Regions from separate parts of the Gossypium hirsutum genome. Here regions 1 and 3 are each linked to region 2. The links are chromatin contacts, called in public Hi-C maps. All regions are on one chromosome and are shown on one strand. The core of a region is the stretch at or near the end of the contact, and the rest is flanking DNA. Distances in the headings are between cores, read along the strand shown. Region 1 holds the start of LOC121228124 (fructose-bisphosphate aldolase 6, cytosolic). Region 2 has its middle 42 kb from the start of LOC121228662. Region 3 holds the start of LOC107948122 (growth-regulating factor 3-like).

Region 1 (4,623 bases), core at 1,934-4,433, 970 kb before region 2:
AAAATTGAAGGGACCAAAACTTTTAAATAAAAAAATATAGGAGCTTAATATTTCAAAATTAAAGTATAGAGACTACATTTTAAATTTTAGAAGAGTATAACAACCTTTGGAATATTCAAACCTTTTAGATATTATATTATGTATTTGAATTTTAAATCTTTAAATGGATGTCATGTTATGAATTGTCATATGTAAATATGCATTACATTATTTTAAAAATCAAGGCGTGACTTTAAGTGTTTTTAAGCATATATTTTATCCAATTTAAATGTTACAGAAAAATTATGAGTAAAAATAAGCATTATATATAAAATATATATAACATAATGACAATTTAAGTACCAAAAAAAAATATTTTAAATAGCAAAACGGAAGAAAGTTGAATCGTGACATGAACCTGTACATATAGGATTGTCTAAGATTTGATGTGGAACCATAAATTTAACCTCAAATTCAGTTTCAAATTCCTTGCATCTAAGATATTCAATTGGTTGAAATCAATCACGCGAATAATTCAATATTAAACATATGTGGGTATTAACCCTTTCCTTCCCTGCCAAGGCCTCCAAATGTAATATTACGACTGATGAATCATGAAATGCAAATCAATAAGAAATAATCAACAGAATAAGGGCTTATACTTGGTCATTTTTGTCCCACAATGCGGGCTTACACTCAATTAATCAGAGAATTTTGTTTTAAACTAAAATAAACAGAAAACCAAAAATACTCAACGAGCACACAGGGTCCCAAACCTTATTTGTAATTTGTCTGATTCCACAGACTAAATTCGATGAGCAACGACAGAAGCTCAAAAGAAGAAGAAGAAAAAAACACTAGAACCCTAATATCAATACCGAAATTTACTCCTCTAAACATCACATATTTGACTACAAGCCTAATTTCTTAATATTTGTAGTCTTTGACATGAAGGCTCTCTGCAGCACCCTCACAAAGCTCAGCATCACCCTTGTATGTACCCAAAGTGGCCTCTGAGTTAGCCTTGCACCTAACGAGCAAAGCATCTTGCGCCTTCTTCACATTCTCCTCTTTTCCTGCCCAGGTCTTGAGAGTGCTCTGCTGAAGGGCACGTCCAAATGAGAATGAGAGTGACCATGGTTTCTTGGTCTGGAGCTTGTTCATGGCATTAAGGTTAAGAGTAGCCTCCTCCTCACTTTGCCCACCAGACAAGAATACAATAGCTGGGACTGCAGCAGGGACGGTTCGCTGCAAGGCACGAACAGTATACTCAGCAATAACATCTGGGGCAACCTTCGGGGAGTCCGAACCAGGGGTCACCATGTTAGGCTTCAAAAGAGTACCCTCAAGCATGACATGGTGGTCATTTAGAGCCTTGTAGCAAGCAGCAAGAACACGCTCTGTCACTGCAGCACACTTTTGAATGCCATGTGATCCGTCAACAAGAATTTCAGGTTCGACAATGGGGACAAGGCCACATTGCTGGCAGATGGCAGCATACATAGCTAGCCCGTTGGCATTTTCTTGGATTGCAAGCTCGGTTGGCTCATTAGCACTGATCTTAAGGACAGCACGCCATTTAGCAAAGCGAGCACCAGCTTCATAGTACTTCTGGCATCGCTGTGCAAGGCCATCCAGACCCTGGGTGAAAGTCTCGCCATTGGTTCCATTAAGCTCAACGGTACCCTTGTCGACCTTGATGCCAGGGAGGACACCACCTTCATTCAAAACATCAACGAAGGGCTTGCCTGCACATCAAATATCAATATCAGAAATCAACAACCATCCATAAGCTCTTAAAAAGGAATAACACTACCGAGGTTCTTAATATTATCAAAGTATGTCATTTTAATAATACCCGAAGCGGTTTTTTGATAAAGGGTTTCCTCGAAGAGAATAACACCACTGAGGTACTGAAGAGCTCCTGGAGCAGTGAAGAGGAGCTCACGGAGAGCACGCCTGTTTTCTTCAATATTTTCTACATTAATGCTTGAAAGACGCTTGCCAATGGTGCCGGTGGATTCATCAGCAGCAAGGATACCCTTTCCAGGGGTGCCAATGTAAGCAGCGTTTTTAGCCAACTCATCTACAATATTTAAATAATTAAAAGATAAGCCATCAATTCACGATAAAGAACAGAGATCAGAATGTTTAAAAAACTTAAGTAGCCTAAGGGTGAAGGATAAGGTTCACTAATCTCAGATCCAGAAAGATATCATGATACTATTAAGCACATCAGGGAGTAATAATTAAATTAAAACTTCAATAAATATATATTAAAAAATATTACGCAGTTATAAAAAAGGGATCGGAGAGATAATATCCGAGCAGGTGCATGCAGATCTAGATCTTCAAAATTTAACCCCAAAAACAAAGACGAACAAAATTATAATTAATATTATTCCTTAAAAAGAGGGAAAATCTATTATGTTCCTTTCGATTAAAGAGCAGCAAACAAATGACCATAGTTAATACCACTGACAATCAGATCGCAAGAAAAAAGAAGCAGGCCTTACAAGATCCAAATCTATACACCAAAAGAATATTGCTTTCATTAAAGTGACAAAACCACCAAGTCAACCAGATATATCACTCAATTAATTTAGTTAAACAGTAAGAACAAAGTTTTCTCGTAAAAATGTCATAACAATTAACAGATCAGACCAAAAATCTAAAGATCGAAAAAAAAAAACGAAGATGGATCAAAGAGATTAAGATTGTAAACATAAAATCAACGCCGAAGGGGAAAAAAGGAAGTAGAAAGGGAAGGGTAATTACCGGCGTATTTGCTAATGAAGCAAGACATTATGGTTGAATAGAAAAAAGGAGGATTGAATTGACCAGAAAGATGTTTTTTGGTGACAAGGAAAAGAGAGCGAGTGGAAAAGGAAGAGGGGTTGGGGTTTTTAAAAGAGAAGGGTTAGGGTTTTTAAAAGAGAAGGGTTAGGTTAAAATGGAAAGTAAGAGAGAGATAGGTGGGGGGTGATTTGGCTTTCTAGATTTTCGGGTATTTTTTCTTTTATTTTAATTTGTCGTCTTTCTCTTTACCAAGTAAGCAACCCATGTACTACTGCCCGTTAGATCTGTTCCTCACTTATTCGTTCATGGTTTTTCTTCTTCTTTCTTCTTTTTGCACTTTCACTCTTTTACCCCTCAAACTCTCAACAAACCTTTTTGAATCTCTGCTCCACCTAACATTTTCCATCCTCGGCTTGGGCTTTTTTCTTCTCTTTAATTTATTTTTATCTAATTAATATTAACTATTTTTTACCATAACAAACGGTTAAAGACCTAAAAGTCTGGTCATCTGAAACAACAGTGCAATCAAGAATTCTTTGCTACTCCACTTTCCGCTTTGATTTGATTTATGACGATCTCTTCAAATAAGGAGAAATTTGAGAACCCACGCACGATCAGGCGAAAAAAATGAAGTTATATATTATATGTATTTTGAAAATACATTAGTCTAAGCAATTCAAATTAAAGTTTTAAGGGTAAATTATATCGTGATTTATAGGTGAAAGTATCATGAATATTTTTGCATTATAAGTTATATTATATTATATTTTTTATTAAAAATAAATAAATTAATTCATATATATTAGATTAAAGAGTAAATTAATATTTCTATTAAAAATTTTATCCATTTTCACTGTTAACAATTGATGGAGAGTATAGATTGCAAATTAATATGAGCACTATTTAAATTAAAAGTGACGATTTATCATATTACAAATTTAATTATTCATAAGCATTATTCAAATTAAAAGTGATGATTTATCATCCAATGAATACATTTCCATGGGACATGTTTCTCTCAAGGAGTATGTCCAATATGAAGGGTTGTGACTCTTCAAATTGTATTCATAGAGTGCATATAAATAGAAGCATTATAGTGCTCACAAATATACAATCACAATCAATCTTATTTTCAAAAATTAGAGTAAGAGTTAGGGAATTCCTTGATTTTGCTAATCAAAGGAAATTCAAAACTTCATTGTATGCTGGGAGGACCTTTGTCTTAACCTTCTAGCAACTTTGTGTGGGAGCAAATAATTCTCTTTGGAAAGCCTCATTCGTGCCTCGAAGTCTACTGTTTATTTCCATACAAGTCTCCAGTTCTATCGTCTCCACTCAATTATCCAACAATCAAAGAGAACAAATTCTGGAGATGGCGACGAAGGCTAACACCGCATTCAAAGTGATGAACCAAGAGTTTGTGAAACTTGACCAATTTGATGGTTCAAATTTCAATCGTTGGAAGGACAAGATGTTGTTCCTTCTTACTGTCTTAAATGTGGAGTACGTTCTGGATCCAAACCTACAACCTGTGGAGAATCCCGCCCCCAATGCAAATTTTGAGGAAATTGAAAAAGTGGCTGAACTCAAGAAGAAGCACGAAGAAGACACTTCCACATGTTGAGGATACATCCTCAACACCTTGCCTGGTCGATTGTATGATCTTTACATGTCAATGCAATCCCTGGTGGAAATATGGAAAGCTCTTGAAGAGAAATACAACACGAACAACAAGGTACTAATAATTTTTTAATGATGAAGTATTTCGAATTCAAAATGCTCGATAGTATCCTGATTATGGATCACGTCCATGAATTACAAGTCCTTGTAAGCAGGCTTCATGAA
Region 2 (4,319 bases), core at 1,501-4,000:
TATCAATCTTTCTTTCAAGCATTAAAAAACCAAGTGAATAATAAATCATTCTCATAAAAGATGACATTGTAAAATTATCACATCTTTAGCTTCTTTTTTTATTTTTTTAAATAGAGATAATAAATTTTTTCCTTTTAACTTTATAAAAAATTATTTTAATTTTTCATTTAATTTTTTAAATTCTAATCACTTCAAAATAGAAGTATTATATGGATGACATGTTAATATTTAATTATTTTTTAAAATTTTTAAAAATAATTTTAATAATTTTTTAAAAAATATTTTTATATTTTTTAATTTTAAAATTTTAATTAAATGTTTGATATGTTATTCATATGAGAATTTACATGTATATTACGTCAATCAAGTTGAAAAAAATTTAAAAATTAAAAAGAGAATAAGTTAAATGAATAATTAAAAAATTTATTTTTAATAAAGTTGAATCAACAAAATAAATTATTATGTAAAAAAATTAAATCTCTCAACTCGTGTATGCTAAAGCTTAATTTTCGTAAAGTGTTTGATAATAGGAATCTCCTAATTTCTTTTTTTTTAACTCAAAGCAATACTTTTAATAAATCCAAGAATAATAATGACCAAATGGAGAGAGAATATTATGAAAAGCACGAGTATTTATTGAGTGTTATAAACGCATTGGAAGTTGTAAAATAAAGGGCAAATTAGAATGGATGGAGTAAGAACGAATATTAAGACAAATAAGCGTGGATCCAACGCAAATTAAAAATAAATGTCCGTCTAAAATCGTAGTCAGATACTTACTTCGCTTTTGTGGCCACAGAATTTTTCAGATTTCTTATTCATAATTTTCAACATGAGCCATCAGCTATCATTATAAGCCAAATGAAATATTAATGATAAACTTATAAGCGCCGTGCTTGATGCGAAGTTTGCCGCCAAAAGTAAATTAGTTATTATATATATGGTTAAATTATTCATATGCTAAAAATAAAAGTTTATTAGCTAAATAGATTTATTTTTTAAAAATTTAAAAAAATTAAGTTGTTTTTAAGGATGGTGTATGTGAAAGCGTTTTCTCTTTAAATTATATTTTCTAACTTTTTTAACATAATTAATTTGTTTGGTCAAATGTTAGTAGGTTTTGTCATTATCTTTGAGTCCTAGATTTGATTTTTCTTCCACTAATATTTATATTTTCTATTTCATTTTATTTTAAGCTTTTTATATTTTTAATTAATGTTTTTAATAAATCAATTTATTTGGTTAAATGGTTAAATAATAATGCATTTGTAATTTTTATTTCATGCTATTTCAAGCTTCTTTTCTTTTTGTATTCATCTTTTTAGTTAAGAACTTTTGTATTCATAAAATCAAATAATTATTAAAAATGATTATTTTTAGTAAATATAATTTTTATATGTGTAATATATTAATTTTCAATTCATATCATGAGTGTAGTAAATTTTAGCATTATATATTTTTGTATGTGTATTTAAAATATTTCACATATAAACATAATGATATTTGAAATAATTAATTGAAATATTTCACATAATTTTTTTTTGAAATATTATACACACAATGTAGATGAAAAAACAACGATATTTGAAATGTTTTACATATAAAAATAATTATTATATTTGAAATAATTATTTCATTTTATAATATTAGAAATCACTATATGCACAATATATGTGAAGAAACTAAATATTTGACATATAAATATTATACATAAAGAAAAATATATCAAAAAAATTAGTTGATGTTTATAATATATATATAAAATAGTTATTAATTTCAAATATTTTTAACATAATGATATATGTAAAATATATATTTTTATGATATAATTACATATTTATTATTTCATTTTGTCAATAAAAGAGTTATTAATTAAAAAGATGAATTAAAAATAAAAAATTAAAAATAAGATATTTATTAATTTAAAAAAGAGAGCTTGAAACAAACTAATATAAAAATTACAAATGTGTTCAAAAAAAGGGAATTGAACATGAGTCTATCATTATTATTTAAACATTTAACCAAATAAACTGATATATTAAAAACATTAATTAAAAATATAAAAAGCTTAAAACAAAATGAAATAAAAAATATATAATTGTGAGGGGAAGAAAAATCAAACTTGGAACTTAAATACAAAACCTACTAACATTTAACAACCTACCAAACAAACTAATTATATTAAAAAAGTAAAAAAAAAATACAACTTAAAGGTAAATCTTTTCTACACTCTCTCCAAAAATAGCCTAGCCTATATATAAATTAATCTCATTATAGGTTCTAATTATATATGCTTTTTTTGATATAATGCCTAGAACTATTCATAGTCCCTCCCCAACCCATAAATAGGAGGATAATGCAATTCAGCGCACTTGAACCCACATCCTCTTGCATTGGAAACAATGCTCATACCAATTGAGCTAAGACTCAATCAATAGTTACTTCTTATATTTAAAAATGAGTAAATTAATTTTTTTTTTATAAAAAAGACCCGAAGGTCAACCTCAATTCATTACATCATCAATGACAATATTATGGATTTCCTTGGGATAATCCACGTTGAAAAACAAATTACACTTTTCCTTAATAGCTAAATTACAAAGTAAATCAGCAACCCTATTCCTACAACAGTCGATCCAATTAATATGGACCGAGGTAAAATTTTTAAAATTCATGCAGGCCTTATTAAGATAGCAGCCCAAAATGGTAACGTCATTATCTCTCTTATTCACCGCGTTGACCAAACTGGCACAGTCAGATTCCAAAATGAGCTGGTCCACTTCTAACTTTAAAGCCAAGTTTAAACCTTCCACAAAAGCTTCAGATTCCGCCCATGTCACGTCCAGGTTTTTATTCGCATACCCATAACAACCCCCAATAACGAAGCCATCGTGGTCTCTGGCTATTGCCCCGTATCCAACTTTTCCATTCAAAACCGTAGCGTCGACATTTATTTTAATAACACCCTTTGGAGGTTTCGTCCAGCTTTTACGCACCGGAGTTGGGGGGAGAGCAGGCGGGTCTGCCAGATTAAAGATTCTAAACTCTTTGCTCAGGGTCTGTGCTCTTTCCCACACCACCTTAGTAGTATCATCCTTCCCCTGAAAAACCAACTTGTTCCTAGCATTCCAGCAATTCCAGAGGAGGGTAAAAAAATCGGCAGCAGCTTTTTTATCAAGCTCACGAAGGACATCTTCCACCCAGTCCACGCACCGCTCATATCTCCCTTCAATCAGCCTATTGTTTAACCCTCCGATCATTAGGATCTCTCGGACCTTAGGGTACTTTTGCATAGCATGGATAAGCGTTTCCTCACCACTGTTGCATCTGGGACAAGCTGTCGAGAAGTCAGGCCGGATGCGAGCAATATTGTCGTATGTAGGAAGAATATTATGGCAAATTCTCCAGCTGAAGACCTTGATCTTGGGGATCATTTTTAACTTCCATATTACTCTCCAAACCATTCTATGGGGGCCGAAACCAATTCTCCTGAGGGATAACCACGAGTAAGCTGATTTTGAGCTATAACAACCATGCGGTTTTTGAGTCCACGTTAAGCTATCATTTATCCCATTATGGAGAATGGGTAAATTATAAATATAATCCTCCATGGTTTTGCCATATAGCTCAATAACCCTGTCCTTTTTCCACCGCCCCTGATTGTGGTCCCATAAATCTTTGACTTTTCTTTCTTCAGCTGTTAACGGTGACCGACACACAGAATCTCCATTAAGACCCTCTATACCCCATTGATCCCTTCGAATGTCTATAGTATTTCCATCCCCAATTTGCCACAGAAAACCATCCTTGAGAGCTTCGCTCGCTTTAACAATACTAGACCAAGTGAACGATGGTTTATCACAGTATTTCGGCCTAAGCACATCACCCTCGGGAAAATATTTTGCACTCAGTACCTTAAAACATGAGGTGTCTTTGAACTTCAAGAGCCTCCACACTTGTCTACCAAGAAGAGCAATATTAAACAGATGCATGTTCCGAAAACCAATGCCACCCATTCCTTTGGGATAGCACAAGCGCTCCCAAGCCATCATAGCCCAACCCCGAGTTTTCTCATTGTTCGTCCATCACATCCGACACATTTTCGAGTGTAAGGCCTCAATAATTCCTTTTGGAGCAAGAAAGACAGAAAAAGCATAGGTTGGGATGGACTGAATAATAGCTTTTATGAAAATCTCTTTTCCACCATAAGAAAGTAGTCGCTTCGACCAACTGTTGATCCTGCAATCACAACAGCTTATGATATTAGTAAAAGCAATTGATTTCTTTCGACTTATAGGCAAAGGTAGTCCAAGGTAATT
Region 3 (4,471 bases), core at 217-2,716, 900 kb after region 2:
CATTTCAGCTTCGAAATATCCTTGAGTGCTTGTTTTACTCGATATTCTTAAGCTTACATGACACAAATACTAAAAAGGAAATTAGAAAGTAAAAGGACTCTGAAATAAATCAGTCATGCAAAATTCAATGCAAAAATAGAAAAGAGAGCGTTTAAGAGAGAGTAGTTCTTAACTTAGAACGATTTCCCCGTCTTTGATTAGGACCATCTGAAGATAATATTTTTACACATGTAAAATAAAAACAGTTATCTATAAAATTAACTTTGTCGTTTACTTTACATTTAAAAAAGTCTGCCTCCTGGTGTCAGAATAGTTCCTCTTCCTCTCTTTGAAGTCTTAAGGTATTGCTATCTGCCGAAGCCATAAGAGAGAAAGAAGTTCCTGCAAAAGCTTTTTCCAAACTTTCTCTTGTTAACACATCAACAAAACAGACCCCAAAACCCAAATAAAAATATTTCTGTCAAAATAGCCCCCGCCGCCCCAACCAACTAAAACCCCCAAAGCACCTCTCTTTCTCTTTCCATGAACTTGCATCTGAAGCAATGTAGAAACCAGCATGAGTCAGACCATCAACAACAACCACCTTCTGCAAATATACCAAAACTTCACCTTCATCATCATCATCACCAACACCCATCTCCTCTTCCTTTGCTCGTACCTCATCACCACTGCAAATCCAGCAGCAACAACCTGCCACCACTTCCTCATTCATCCTCCACGTTTCCCAGCAGTGAGATTTTCTTCCTTTTTCTTTGCTCCTTTTTTTTTCTTGGCAGGATTCTCAGAAAAGTTTTCAACTCCTAAGTTTGGGAAGTTTCTGGCTAGCTTGCTTACTTGATTTTTTCCTTCTAAGTTACCTTTTTACTTCTCCCTTTAGTGATGGGAAGTTTCTTCAGCTTGTCTCAATGGCAGGAACTGTAGTTACAAGCTTTGATCTTTAGATACATGTTAGCAGGCGCAGCTGTTCCTCCCCAACTCCTTCAATCAATCGACAATACTACTATTCTTCACTCTCCTTCATATTTCCTCCACCACCCTCTTCGACACTTCTCCCATTACCAGCCACCTTGTGAGTGATTATATTTATGAGATGTGTGACCTGTCCTTGCTTTTATATTTTTATGAAATGCGTACTTTAGCATTTTCTCATCAAATTTATAAAGAAAATAAGTACATAGTAAAAGAGATTGATGCATAAATGATTTTATAGTATTATATATATATATATAAACCCGGGTGAAAACACGAACAAAAAGAGAGAAGAAACGTAGAAAGGGGGGAAGAAGTCTAGTGCTAGTTCTTACTGAAACTTTTTTATTTAACTTTCATTTTTGAGTGGTTTCTTTGTTCTCTTATTTTGATTGAAAGAAAGACAAAACTTCCATATATATCGACACGGTCTACCTAAGGAACTTAATGAATCTGTCCAAATAGTATGTACTTAAAAGATATGAAGAGTAAGAGGATGTCGGATCAGTGTTGCAATCAGGGTATTGGGGAAGAGCAGCAATGGATCCAGAGCCAGGCCGATGCCGGAGGACTGACGGGAAGAAGTGGAGATGCTCGAGAGGCGTGGTGGCTGGCCAGAAATATTGCGAGCGCCACGTGCACCGTGGCCGCAAACCGTTCAAGAAAGCCTGTGGAAATGCTAAAATCTAGTGGCGCCTGCACCAACATCATCAACAACAATACTCTTGTTGGTGCTGCTGCTGGTGTTGTTGATGTTGGATGTGGTGACCTTAAACCCACTTCTCTGATCCCCAATTCACCCTTAGAATTGGCTGGTGATAGAGCCAACAGTTTTCTCCTTTCAGGGCATTCCTGATCTTCTTCGCCTTAATTATAGGTAACTTCTTTTAATTGGATTTGAATTTTTTTAAGAAAAAAAAGTTGAGAAAATTTGATTTGTGAAAAAGATATAAATTACATAAAATCATACTTCATACAATCTCTTCACATTTTTAAAGTTTGCTAATATTTGCTATCTATTTTGTAGAAAGTAAATTGTTTTACAGTAGCGATGATGATTACCCCTTGGTAGGACCCTAATCAATATCTGACCAATGGATGTATCTCAAAATCTGGGCAGGGGGTTTCGATTCTGTACAAGCTGACCCCGACCACTTCTTTAGTCTTTATAACGTGCTTTCTTTATGGTCCATCACAATATATTTTCTTTATTTTGCTTATTTTTGTTTGCCCTACAATGTTTGTGTTTCTTTTGTCTGGCAGTTTCTCAGATTCTAAAAATGTTCATAAGGGCCATTTCGATGCCCAAAATGAAGTCAATAACAGATCTGATGGTCAAATGTTGAGACAATTTTTTGATGATAGGCCTAGATCCTTACAACAACCAGACAACCATGCTGAAAGCCCGATGAGTTCTGCAACATGCCTCTCCATTTCAATGCCTGGAAATTCCTCATCAGACGTGTCGTTGAAGCTGTCAACTGGAAATGGAGACCAATTGAATTGGGCTGCTGGGTGGGCCTCATACCAGGCGGCTTCGATGGGAGGGCCCCTTGCCGAGGCTTTAAGATCATCCATATCCAATTCACAACCTTAAAGGCTCTGCATCTCAAACTAGCATTGTTACCACTTGAATCTTTTTTAGGCACTCCAAGACTTAAAGTAAATTGCTTGCACTCTGTTCTTTACTTTTATTGAACCAAACTGACTACAATAATGGTTCCTTTAAAATTAAGTTTGCGAGAAAAATTAGCACATAAGTTGTTTCAGAACATGCTAAACAGGACTCTGAGCATAATTCAGATAACAAACCGATAAACATTTGCAAGTGACCAACTGAAATTTGACTAATTATCAGATGGATAATCAACTGTACTGCACGTGAAAGAAAAAGCCTTTTTGAATGGCGATTGTTTCAGCTCCTGGATACCGAAACTCCAAGGTCATGGACTTCTACATTCTGTGTAAGTTGTAGGCCTTAAAACAGCAGGCTGAGTTAGGGTAGCTCCTCAATAAGAGATTCTGTGATAGAGATAGTTTAGCAGTCCAAAGGTTCTGATTCTTCCACAGGTTTCGATGCCTTCACAGCTTTGGCTTCTTCAACAGTTTTTAACGTTTTGAGTAAGTTGTAAATTGCCAGTTGCTTTTGGTTCATCTTCAACAAGCGCATAAACCACCGCTGTTCTATTTGGTGCATACACCAATAGGAAACGAGGGCGGTTATCATACCATCCTTCCTGGAAAAGCCACCATTAGGTTTTTCTAAGTTAGAGAACCCTTGGGTGAATTGAAGACAATGGTATGTAGGAAGAGTATGCAGAATTCAGCAATCAATGTTCTTCAGAGAATTTACTTACATTGCTGAAAAACTCAACGTCATGGTTAAGTCTGTTGAACCCTCCAAATAATAGATCATCTGAATCCAGTACAATCTGGAAGAGCAACAAAAAAGAAGTTAAATTATGATTAATGAAGAACAGGGTAAACATTTTTCTGTCACTATATTCCAAGAGTCAATAACAAGATGTAAAATAAATGATTAATAGAAATGAATAATCGGGATGTATTGGATGAGTAAACAAAAGGCTATAAACCACAAAATCCTATACCTTGTACTTTCCTGGCTTTGAGCAACCAACCCGGTAACCGCAATAGCTTTCATGCCAGTGAAAGTTGAACACAAAAACCAGGTTGCCTCTTTCAAATACAATTACTCTTTCACCTTTATCCTTCCGTGATATATATTGGTGCTCAGAAGTCATGAACTGAATAAACAACAGAACATCAATTTTACATTCTAAACAAGTAAAGCTTTTTGGCTACCCAGACAGCACCGTTCGGGCAAATCACTTTGCATGAAACAGGTGTAAATTGTAGAAGACCATGAAAAGAAACGTAATAGTAAATCAGAGGTCTAACGTTGTATTCCAAGAAGTATGAAATAACGGTAATAGAATAATCCAAAAAAAATTCTGAAATCTGAATTATTTCCTTTTGTCTTTATGTAGAAGAGAGTATCTAATAGAATCAGAGCCATGCTCACACAGGCATATATAATGGCGAACTTTGGAAGGTTTATATATCAATGACCATGAAACAGTTTTAAATGAAATCATTTAACGATATTTTTTTTTCAAAAAGCTTTAAGGAATGACTTGACTTTAAGAAGAATATTAACTTAACAAAAAAAAAAAAAGTATATCTATTTGTAAGTAAAAAATATAATCAACATTTCTGAATATCGTTTCCTCTCTTCTATAATCTCCACTGATTTTCAATTTTATCATCCCTTTATTTTAAAATTTCACATGTAATTTTTGTGTGATTAATCACTAGTACAGAACAATTATTAAATAAGAAAAAAATGTATGGTTCTACTATCTCATAATTCATCAGAAAGTATAAAACAACAAACCAGTAAGCATCATCATACTTACGCCATACTTAGCTTCAACATGCTGCATTGCCTGATCAAATTGTTGCATCCCCTTATACCTCAGAT

The links. Hi-C and Micro-C count contacts between places; a contact is called where the count stands out from the background.
Region 1: a contact with region 2 is called in a Hi-C map of leaf, with 1.9 times the contacts expected there. The contact joins the promoter of LOC121228124 here to the enhancer-like site in region 2. A contact is called at or near these places in 2 of 34 Hi-C or Micro-C datasets (both in leaf).
Region 3: a Hi-C map of leaf shows a contact between it and region 2, with 2.7 times the contacts expected there. The contact joins the promoter of LOC107948122 here to the enhancer-like site in region 2. A contact is called at or near these places in 9 of 34 Hi-C or Micro-C datasets (callus, hypocotyl and leaf).

What each region holds. Positions count from the first base shown.
Region 1 is chrA04:57,986,142-57,990,764 of Gossypium_hirsutum_v2.1, reverse strand. LOC121228124 (fructose-bisphosphate aldolase 6, cytosolic) reads right to left here and starts at 3,183. Exons shown (of 3, transcript XM_041111282.1): 1 at 2,758-3,183; 2 at 1,838-2,065; 3 at 617-1,727. The coding sequence starts at 2,785. The coding sequence ends at 907.
Region 2 is chrA04:57,014,187-57,018,505 of Gossypium_hirsutum_v2.1, reverse strand. No RefSeq gene overlaps it. Among protein-coding and RNA genes, the nearest start is that of LOC121228662, 42 kb to the right of the region's middle. Within about 2 kb of position 2,750, at least 4 of the 9 cell types and tissues checked have an H3K27ac peak or open chromatin away from gene starts, as enhancers often do. A contact at or near this core is called in leaf, where this site is marked.
Region 3 is chrA04:56,116,243-56,120,713 of Gossypium_hirsutum_v2.1, reverse strand. LOC107948122 (growth-regulating factor 3-like) reads left to right here and starts at 1,466. Exons shown (of 2, transcript XM_041111206.1): 1 at 1,466-1,815; 2 at 2,233-2,566. The coding sequence starts at 1,466. The coding sequence ends at 2,566. It overlaps LOC107948121 (1,4-alpha-glucan-branching enzyme 2-2, chloroplastic/amyloplastic), which reads right to left. Exons shown (of 22, transcript XM_016882590.1): 19 at 4,407-4,471; 20 at 3,579-3,734; 21 at 3,327-3,401; 22 at 2,627-3,206. The coding sequence ends at 3,069.